Regions from separate parts of the Gossypium raimondii genome. Here region 1 is linked to region 2. Evidence: chromatin contacts called from public Hi-C data. All regions are on one chromosome and are shown on one strand. Each heading gives the region's core, a stretch centred on a gene start, on an enhancer-like site or on the middle of the called end of the contact. The rest is flanking DNA. Distances are from core to core; before and after follow the strand shown.

What was found. Hi-C and Micro-C count contacts between places; a contact is called where the count stands out from the background.
Region 1: a Hi-C map of leaf shows a contact between it and region 2, with 2.1 times the contacts expected there. The contact joins the promoter of LOC105777563 here to the promoter of LOC105777695 in region 2. A contact is called at or near these places in 2 of 2 Hi-C or Micro-C datasets (both in leaf).

Annotation. Positions count from the first base shown.
Region 1 is chr10:30,452,849-30,457,981 of ASM2569854v1, reverse strand. It overlaps LOC105777563 (probable pectate lyase 1), which reads right to left and starts at 1,426. Exons shown (of 6, transcript XM_012600911.2): 1 at 1,211-1,426; 2 at 746-799; 3 at 205-288. The coding sequence starts at 1,308.
Region 2 is chr10:30,205,692-30,211,038 of ASM2569854v1, reverse strand. It overlaps LOC105777695 (hypothetical protein), which reads right to left and starts at 2,703. Exons shown (of 10, transcript XM_052622290.1): 1 at 2,480-2,703; 2 at 542-1,524; 3 at 1-192. The coding sequence starts at 1,524.

The DNA.
Region 1 (5,133 bases), core at 177-2,676, 250 kb before region 2:
AGGATCGTGCCCGTTAGACACGGATCTGACCATGATGGAGTCGGGAGTAAACAAACAACATCAACATATAAGATTGTAATCCATTTGATTTATGGTTAATTATAAATGAAAATTTGGCAAAAAAAAGGGAATCTTTCTGCTTCAACTTTTACATTCTCTATTTACATATTTAGCAATTCAAAAGAAATGTTTATAGAGACTCACATGTCAATGATGGTCTCAACCTCGGCTGCTACGGCCTCTGGATCAGCCACAGCATGTTCATTCAAGACCTTAACCTCTTCTGACCTGAAATCCCAATCACACCAACCCAAATTCCAATTAAATAAAATTTATTCTCAATATTTCATTTTAATTTTCTTATTCTCGTTGGTGATTAATCATTCTATGGAACACACTGCTTAAAGGGGATTCACTGTGTCGTCCACCAACAGTACTCCAAAACCGTTACAAAAGTGTTTTTCAAGGGGTAAGAAACAGAAACCCCGTGTGGACCCCTCGACGGGAATTTATAAAATGCCCTTCCTCAATCCTCATTATACAATCTTTTTTTTTCTATATACGGGAATTGAATTGAGTAACGGAGTAAATGGTTGAGATCTAAGGATCTGGATCTCAACGGATGGGATCGTTATTTCATGGTTAAACGGAGATAAACATAACGGCTGGGATGATCAGAATTGGAAAAAGAAAACGAAAATAAATAAATAAATAAAAAGAAGGCTAGTTCTAAGCTCTACATTACCTAGTTGCCATTGTTGGGTTTTTTGAGTTCTGCAGCTTCTCTATCTCCACAGTGCTGTAAAAATATATAAACATAATATAAATGAAAATTGAAATTTTCTAGTATTTTGCAGTGATGCTCCATTTTCAGTTAGCATTTTTTTGAAGAAAAAAAAAAGAGGACTCTGAAATCTCGTTTTCGACGTATTAAGTTAAGTTTTTGAAGAGGGAATATTAATGGATCCGTTAAAAAGGAAGAGTTCTTTTTTCTTTCTGAGAATGAGACTATTTTTCAAGATCTAAACAATGACAATTCTGTGTAGTTTTTGTATTCTAATTCACCATAAAATGACATAATGTAGGCAACAATTTTGCAAGGCAAATTCGAAAACCCGTAAGAAAACACACAATGGAGACTCTCTGTCTCTTTCTTTTACTAAAATAAAACTGAGAAAGCTTGAAAACTGAGTTGAAGGAAGAGAAAGACCTGGAATCGTTGTTGGTCTGTACTGTGGCCATTGCTCCAACAAGAAACAAAAACAGAACAGCTAAAGAAGCTAAAAACCATTTCTTGGAAGCCGCCATTGCAGTTTTCTCCGCTTCTTCGGTACTTAAAAGCTTTCTCTCTATCCAAACAGAGGAAAAATTGAGAGAGAGACAGAGGAAAGAAGGAAATGGTGAAGCAGGGAGAGTCAGAGTACAAGCTCCAAGCAAACGGCTTTTATAGAGCCACGAGCAAAAAATAAAAAAAAGTGAACACCAAAACAGAAAGACCAAAACGACGCCGACTATATACCCAAAATATTAAACATTGGAATTTTCTGGGTAGGTTTACTTTAACCAAATAACCTAAGTCACCTAACCGCCACTAACTGTCTCTCTCCCGCACTCTATTTTCACCAGGGTTAAATAAGTTTAATTTTACTATTTTAACTGTTGGATAATGCCACGTCAGATATTACGGGTGTACGGTTGGAGAAGGGAGCAGAATGTCACACAGTTTCCTGCTGAATTTGCGGCATTAAATGATGTGTTTTTTAATTAACCACATTAATAAATATTGGCTTAAAGTATGCTATTAGTCTCTGTACTTTTATAGAATTTTAGATTTAGTCCTTATACTTTAAAATTTAATATACTTGCTCCAAACATCCTCAAACTATGACTCATTCTAAATTGTTCATCAAACTTTAAAATATTTTAATTACATCCTCAAACTATTAAAATCATTAATCGATCTTATGTGATATAACTTAAAATGAAAATTTTAAGAAAATAAATATTGTAAAGATCTTGGTGTTGGGATTTTGAAACTTCTACGAAACAATGTTCACTCTCTTTTGTTCGGTTTTACTTTATTTTTAGTTTTTAATTGTAAAAGTTACGCAATAACATTTTACTTTTCTTAAAATTTTCATTTTAAATTATTTCACATAATAATTTACATGTCATTTAATGATTAAATTAACTATTTCAATAATGGTAATTAGAACATTTTGAAGTTTGGGAACCAAATTAGAATGAAGGTAATAGTTTGGTGCAATTAACTCTTAAAAGTTAAAAATTCAACCCTCTTACTTTTCTGATTTAAAAATTCTAGTCCAGATATTATTGTGATTGGTAGTTCCTATCAGAATTGATAAGTAGATTAAGTTAAGGAAATGTTATGAGAGTAGAGGGATTAAGAAGAATTTATTATTTAAAAAAAAAAAGAAATAAATTGGAATTTTGGTGGTAGTAAAGTTACGTGTGCGCCAATCACGGCCTTGAGGAAGTGAGGGGATTTTGACTCCAAACAAGATTCAACTAAAAGGATACGAAAATGATATTCTATTTTCTCTCTCTTCACATGGCTCTTACATATCATTTTAAGTAACATATTTAGACACCCACTAGTAGATATGATTCTAAAAGAAATTTGAGTTTTAGATGCTTTTAATAATTTGTTTTTATAAATCTTTAAATACAATTCTTTTTATCGTCATTTTATGTCATATTATTTTTTCACCATGTCTAATTTTAAGACATTCTCATGATGTAGATAAAACAATTTGTCATTTATTTTGAAAATGTATTATTTTTCACAAAACTTTTTACTCATTAAATAATCCTTTTCCTCATCGTATTACACTAATTAGTGGTGAGTATTTGATCGAATCGAGTCGAATCAAGTAAAAAAATTTTGAGTTAGTCGAGTTAACAAATCTTATTTTAGCAACCGAACTCAATTTGAATTTTTTCGATTCGAGTCAAGTTGAGTCAATTTAACTAATCCTATTATTTATACTCAATGTTGCGTTTACATGGACCGATTATTTAACTAGTAGATGAAGTATAAGATTATTTAACTACATAAACAATATAATGGTTTTGCCTTTTAACTTAATGGTTTTGACTTTCAACTTTAAAAAAGATAAACATTTATCAAAACAACGTAGTTTTGTCTTTTCTTATTTGAATTTTCGGATAACTCGAATTGTGTAATTCATATTCGAGTTAAACCAAAAACTTATTTTTTATTCAAGTTGATCCGAATAACTTGATTAACTCAAATAACTCGAACTATTTAATTCAAAATTTGAATTTTTATTCAATTTTTTGAATCGAATCGATTTTGCTCACCCTAACACTAATAACCATACATCGCATTAATGTTAAAATATTACATTTCCTATTCTATAATCATTATATTTAAAAAAATCATATTAATATTTGTTGATGTGAATCAAGATCATTTAACTTAAAGACATCATTTTCTTAATAGAACTGAGACACTAATTTAATGAGAGATAATAAGGTTGATTCTATATGTTTGTTTAGACTAAAATAATAATAACGTTAAGTTATGGTCTATTGGTCGGTGTTCATTTTTTTAGGAATAGTTTGAGTTTGAATCATAGTTGTAAAAAAAATCATAATTGTACAAAAAATCTGGATTGATTTTCTATAAACTAACAACAAATTTTTTAAATTTAGGTTAATATTATATGGAGGTATGTAACCTCCCAAATATGGTCGAATTTGGAAGATTATATTGGCCACCGAAATGGCCTAGTAGAACTATCGGAGTTTATAAAATAGTCTTTTTAAAACATTTGCTTACTTTTTAAGAAAAAAAACTTTGTGGGTAAACCACTAGTATTTTCATATAAAAAAAGTTTGCAGATAAATTGTCACTATGTTGTGGATGAACCACCACTGTTTGAAAAGTATTAAACTGACACTCTTCCTCGATTTATATCGTCTCACCCCATGCAATGCAATATGACATACTTGTAACAGAACAATGCAAAAACAATAAGCATGCTTAACATGTATTTAGTTTAACAGTAGCAGTAGACATGCTTAACATGTATTTAGTTCAACACTAGCAGTAGACATGCTTAACATGTACCCAATAAAGCGGTAACAACATTAACACTAACAGTTTGTTAGTATTATAGAAGGCATGTAGCATTCACATATCATACAATATAATAATAACAATTCAGTCATTAAATCATAGATTCCTGAGTGAACATATTATCAGAGACTTAATTGAGTTTATAAAAACTCTAAAAACAATTCAAGGACTATACATGGACTAAACTGAATAATTCACAAAATTCTGGGTAAAACTGTAAAACAGAAGTCACGCGGCCGTGTGGCCAGGCCGTGTAACATCCTGATGCTATCTGAAAAGCGATAATTTTACCCTACAAGGACACGACCGTGTAACAGGCTGAGGTTGTGTAGTTCACGAAGTCCTTAAAATCTACAAGTGCACATGGTCGTATGGTGGCCGTGTGAGAGACCGTGTGGCCCTAAACCTACATACGATCACCATCGATTCATTTGAAAAAGACACACACCTTTCACCATGGGTCCGGTTGACGCCTCCCACGATCAACTTTGATTCGATTCACCTAGATTCGGTCCTTCAATGACAAATACACACAATTAACTATTGATATCAAGTTTTGGCAAGATTTGCAAAAGATTTGGCAAGATTTCAAATAGATTGACTACTCGAACCTAAAGATTAACGTGAGATAATACTATTATGAAATTACGAGATCTTCATCGTTGAAATGAAAAATACTTACTGACCTTTGGCAAATATTACAGATGCTATAGCCATCAATTCTAAACTCTGATAGGGAACAATTGAACGAGGACAATTTAATACGGGAAAGTAAAAGAGTCACTAGCACAAAGATAAAAAAAATATGGTACAAGGTGGGTAAAGAAAAGAAAAAGAAGATAAAGAGCAATTTCACTAGAATTTTGAAAAGGGCAATTCCAATCACAATAGAAAAAGAATGGTTAAATACTTAGGGTTTGAAAAACTTAGGGGAGACATGTAACACCATATACTCGGCCTGGACGCTAGGTCGAATATTGAGATGTCACACTATCGTCTCACATCGA
Region 2 (5,347 bases), core at 1,454-3,953:
GGACCATCACATGTGGTCCTATTGTTTCCTCCACTAGCATTATCTCTTTTCACAACAATATTTTCATTTTGTTGACTCACTTGGGATCGTATATTATTAAATCTGCTGAAATGATGTCCAACTGCCTGATCTGCATTGTCTGAGTGGTAGTGTGTGCTTCTCCAGCCACCTTTTTCTTCAAAGCATGCATCTCTATTTGAATCACCAAAACCATTAGCTTCCATATTGTTATATATAGGACTGCAGCAAGAAGACAACACATTTTAGTCATAAGGACCTTCTACTTAGAATTAAGCATTGAAAAAATTAACTGACCAATACTATGGACATCAATAAAAAAAAGTTCTGAATTCTAAAAGCCTGCTACATTGTCCTTTTATTGGATGTTGTTTAAAAGCTTTTGGCTAAAATGTACCAGCCTGGCCATCTCTTTTGCAAACATTTTAACAAAACAAATGAAATAAATCAACAATAAAAAAGAAAGCATCCAATTGACAATAGGAAAAAAAATAGTTGGAGAAGAACATTAATTAAAAGTTACCTCCCAGATAAATTAATGAAATTGGTTTCATGCTCCTTAGGTGTGTGAGAATAAACAACTCCTTTTCCTTTACCATAGCTAGCCACATTCCCAAAATTTTGTTCAACTTTAAAGCTGTTTAGGGATTGTTTGTTAATTTCCAGTGTCTTGTCCCAGATAGCTATATTCTGGGGAGAGATACAGCCATTTTGAACCAATTTTTTTCTCCCAACTGCTCTTGGCGAGACAAAAGAACGGTGAGATGCAGGCAATTGTTTTTCCATTCTACGTGGGGACCCATGGGAAGGATCCACCCCTTTTCCACGATCCATAACCAACCCTACACTTTTAAATTCTATGCCATCTATTTTCTCCTTTCCTTTGCAGTTATTTCTGGATTTTGCAGAACTGTCTGCAGAGTTATGAAAGAAAGAACCACCAATTCTTGGTAGCTGACATTCTTTTCTTCCTTCAGCTAAGTGATTTGTTGATCCACCTTGTGGAAATGGCCTTTCAGGTATTTGATTGTACATTTTCTTTTCAGTTAAATCTATAACAGCATGATTTTCTTGGAATACAGATGACTTAAAAGGCAACTTAGAGCAAGGAGCTTTTCCTTTATCCATGTGCTCTGTAATGGAATTCCTGCTTCTCTCCACTGCAGTTTTCCCAAATAAAGGAGCATTTGCTTGAGAATTCTCTAGGGGGGATAAGATAATGGTGTTTTTCCTATGTTCAATTTCATCAACACTACCTGAAAGTTTTCGTGGGTGTATATAATGTTTTCGGTTGTGTCCTTTTTCAACAACCAACCTACCTCTTCTCCTTAGCGTATCCAAAGATTCTTTGCCTGCAGTATTAGAACCTCTCAAATGACTAAGCACTGAAATTTTACTTTCTTGTTCAACATAATCCCATCTGTTCATTTGCTGTACAGATAGCTTATCGACAGTGTTGGGCATGTCCAATACTGAATCAATGTCCACTTCCTCCATTTGCTGCATCTACTGAAACACACAAGGTCAGGTCCTGACTTCATATGAAGCTTTAATCACAAAAATATCAATTTGCTTATAAAAATTCTCCAGTCCAAGGCAGTTTACAACATTATAGTCCAAACTAAAATGTCATTACAGAAAAAGTCACCTTTTCATGATATAATTTATAATTAATGTAACCAACCTGAGAAACAAATTAACACATTACATTCCTACATTGCTCTTTAGACTTCTTTAAAATGTTATATAGTCCAAAGGGATTATAGAAAGGGATAGAGATACGAAAAGCAAGACTAAATGCTTGCCATAGAATTTACTTACAGAAGCAAAACTCGTTCAATTTTATAACTTCAAATAACATAAACTGAGTCCTATTTAGCATAATTTTGAACAAACTAAACATTCACATACCAAACAAGGATGGAACCAAAAAGCAATGCCATGAATATGAACGAGAAAGAAAAGAAGCCAACAAACATATAAAACTTGTTAGGAAGAGATTCGTTACCAGACCAGTCACTGCTCTGGCGCAACGAAATTAACAAAATTATTATAACTATGCTTCATATAATTAATCCTAGCCAACAAAGTTTTCTCAATTACTGTATCCAGGCGATATAAAAAGTAGTGGCTTGATTATAAACAAAAAATAAACACTAAATAAAATTCAAATGTTGGATAAATCTCCACCAAATTCTAATTCTTAGAACAATAAATATTAATTCCTGTGCACTGCCAGAAATTACAAAAGCATACATACGCAAATAAAATAATTATACAAAAATCTTAGAAGCACACACACACACACACACATTACAGCATCGAGACTGAATTTTTCAAATTTTCACAAATTAAATAAATAAAATAAAATAGTACATCAGAAAAGGATAAATTTTAAATAAATAAATAAACAGAAAGGATTTTGGCATTCAAAATTAAAATATATATTAAAAATCATTACCAGATAATGTTTTTCAAAATTTGGTGATAAAATGGAACCGAGAAAAGCGACACGAATTCCAGAAGAAGTTGAATCCTTCAAAACTCTAAGAAGGCAATGTCATTGCCATCAACTCTTCTGGGACTGGGAGTCGCTTCGCTTCATCTTTTCCTTCACAATTTGCTTTTGTTTTTGTGCCTTTCAAATTTTTAGGGTCGGCAATTTGGATATCAGGTCGAGTCGGATCTAGTTTTTTTTCAGCGTTATATAAAAAAAAAAAAACCTTCAATTATTGGATTTGTTAAAGATAATGGGCCTACTTTATGTATTAGAATAGGCCCACCTCAAAGACCATGATTTCAGCTCTAATACATTCAGAATCTTCTATTAGTCCATATACTATGCCTAATTTATAGATTTAGTCTCTATACTTTAATTTGATCAATTTTAGTCCATGTGTTTTTGAATTTTAGAATTTCAATTTTAATCCAACTAGTAATAGTTCAATTTGTTTAGTCAAAACTTTCTATTAGTCGCTATACTTTATGTAAGTAGGAGATTTAGTCTTTGTTATTCAATTTGATCATTTTAGTCTTTATACATTTCAAAATTTAAAATTCAATGAAATTTAAAATTCAATCTGACTCAAATAGTAGTCATTAAATTCATTAACTAAAATGTTGTGACTTTTTTTTGTGAGTATTATGTGAAAATAACAAGCTCACATGGCATTTCACATGTGATAATATATTTATCTTGCATAAGATTTTAAAAATAACATAATTTAACTTAACGAATTTAATGGATAGCATTTGAGTAAAACTAATTTTTAAAATTTATAAAAAGAAAAATAGGTAACTTAAAATGACCAAATCTAAATATAAGAACTAAATCTATAACTTACACTAAATATATAAAAGAAAATTTGAGCATTGTAATCTATAATACCTATAAATATCATTTTTTATTTATTATGATAAAATATTTAAGTTTTTTTATAAGAAATAGGAGATAAAGGTGGTCCAAATCTAACTTCGAATTAATGTGAGCTAAAAATTTGAATGCACACTTACTATTTGACATATATCACGTTTAATTTTGTTTCAAGCTGAGTTTGGATGGACGGTGCGTTTACCTGTGATTAGTGTAAAAACAATGATTGCGGTGAGATTAGATATTGTAGCGATACTGTAGCGATACTGTAGCGAGACTAAAAGTAAGCAAAACACATCGCATCTCGTCTCCCATCCAAACCCACCCTCAATCGATGTAATTCTTTTTTTTTTTTAACAAATTAGAAGTAGATTTCATTTCATTAGAAGAGACACAAAAGATCCTAGAAACACAGGATAGCAAACCTTTAAGAGAACATGGACAATACACCAATAGAAAATCTTAGATAACAAACAAGCCTTATTAACCCTTCTAAACAACCAAAAAAATTAGAGGGACCGTTACATTGCAAAACGAGGTTTCAACAATTTACTCAAAGAAATTGAGTAAATACGTATGATCGCTTCTACTTGAAGGTTCTCCATTTCAGCTGGTTAATAAGAACTTGAAATCTAAAGGCATAATTATAATAAAAAAAACCCCCTCAATGTTTGGGGGCTTTTGGTTTTGTGCCTTTGACCTTTTTTTTATTGACACCTTCAACATTATATTTTTTTCAAAAATCAACCCAAATTCTAACAGTAAACATGAGTTGACCATCAGTCAAGCGCCGATTAACGAAGTAAGCCTATGTGACGTCATAAATGGCATCATTTTTTTTCATTTTGTTTCCATCTTATTTATTCTTCTCCCTTCTTCTCTTTCCTTGTAGTTGCTGTTAGAGTAAAAAAAAATTGTATTTCCCTTTCAATTTTGAACTCCACCATTTAACACCTCACTTTTCTAAAAGCTTCACTCACACCATCACCACCATCATCCCCACCTACCCAAACCTCCACTCAATCCTGAAACCTTAGATATTTCTTTTATAGGTAACTTTAACCATTCATCCATTATTTTAATTGAATTTCTTATTCAATTTATCTCCTCTTCTTTTTTTTCCTTCTGAGAAACCTAACGCTATTGGAGGAATCGGCTATGGCAGTAAGATGAATATCAATTTCTGCACTTCATGCTTTTCTTTTGATGTTTTCCTTTTCTTTGGATATTATAGTTGATATTTTTCCTCAAGTGATAATTGAACATGTAATTGATGAAAATTTACAGGGGAACTGTTTTGACAATGAAGATGTTAGAAGCCCAATTTCTTGGATTTGATGTAATGCTTGATAACTATCCACCACATTGCCGAAACATTTGCTTTCGAAAGTGGTTCCAGTTTTCCAATTTGGAGTTATAGGGATTATGATGGCAAGTGAATAGATTTTTCCTATGATTGGGATTATGACACCACCGCTGTGGTATTATTCCTCGCGTGCAAATAGTTTTGGGTCCATTACATCTGCTTGGCTTTTGGGGAATGTAATGCAGTGCTTCTTGGGAATGTAATGCAGTCTTTTCTGCAAAGCTTCGGTGCTTTCGAGGTTTATTGCAATGATGAATTGGTTAGTGACCCTTCTGCTATGTATGTGTGTGTACATCCTAAACATTTTTTATTAATCGATGGAGTTGTTTTAGCTGCTTAGTAAACCTTTGATTCGATTCTGATATTAGTATGAGCTCTGTCCTGATCTAAATGTTTTGTTTGAATGCCTTATAATATAAATACCAAAGTGGTGTTGAATCTCAGTGTAAGTGAAGCTTTTGGAAAAGTAAGGTGTTAAATGGTGGAGTTGAAACTAAAAGAGAATTGCATTTTTTTATTGTAACAGCAGGGAAAATGAGAAGAAGAAAGAAGATGGAAACAAAATGAAAAAAAGATGATGTCATCTATGA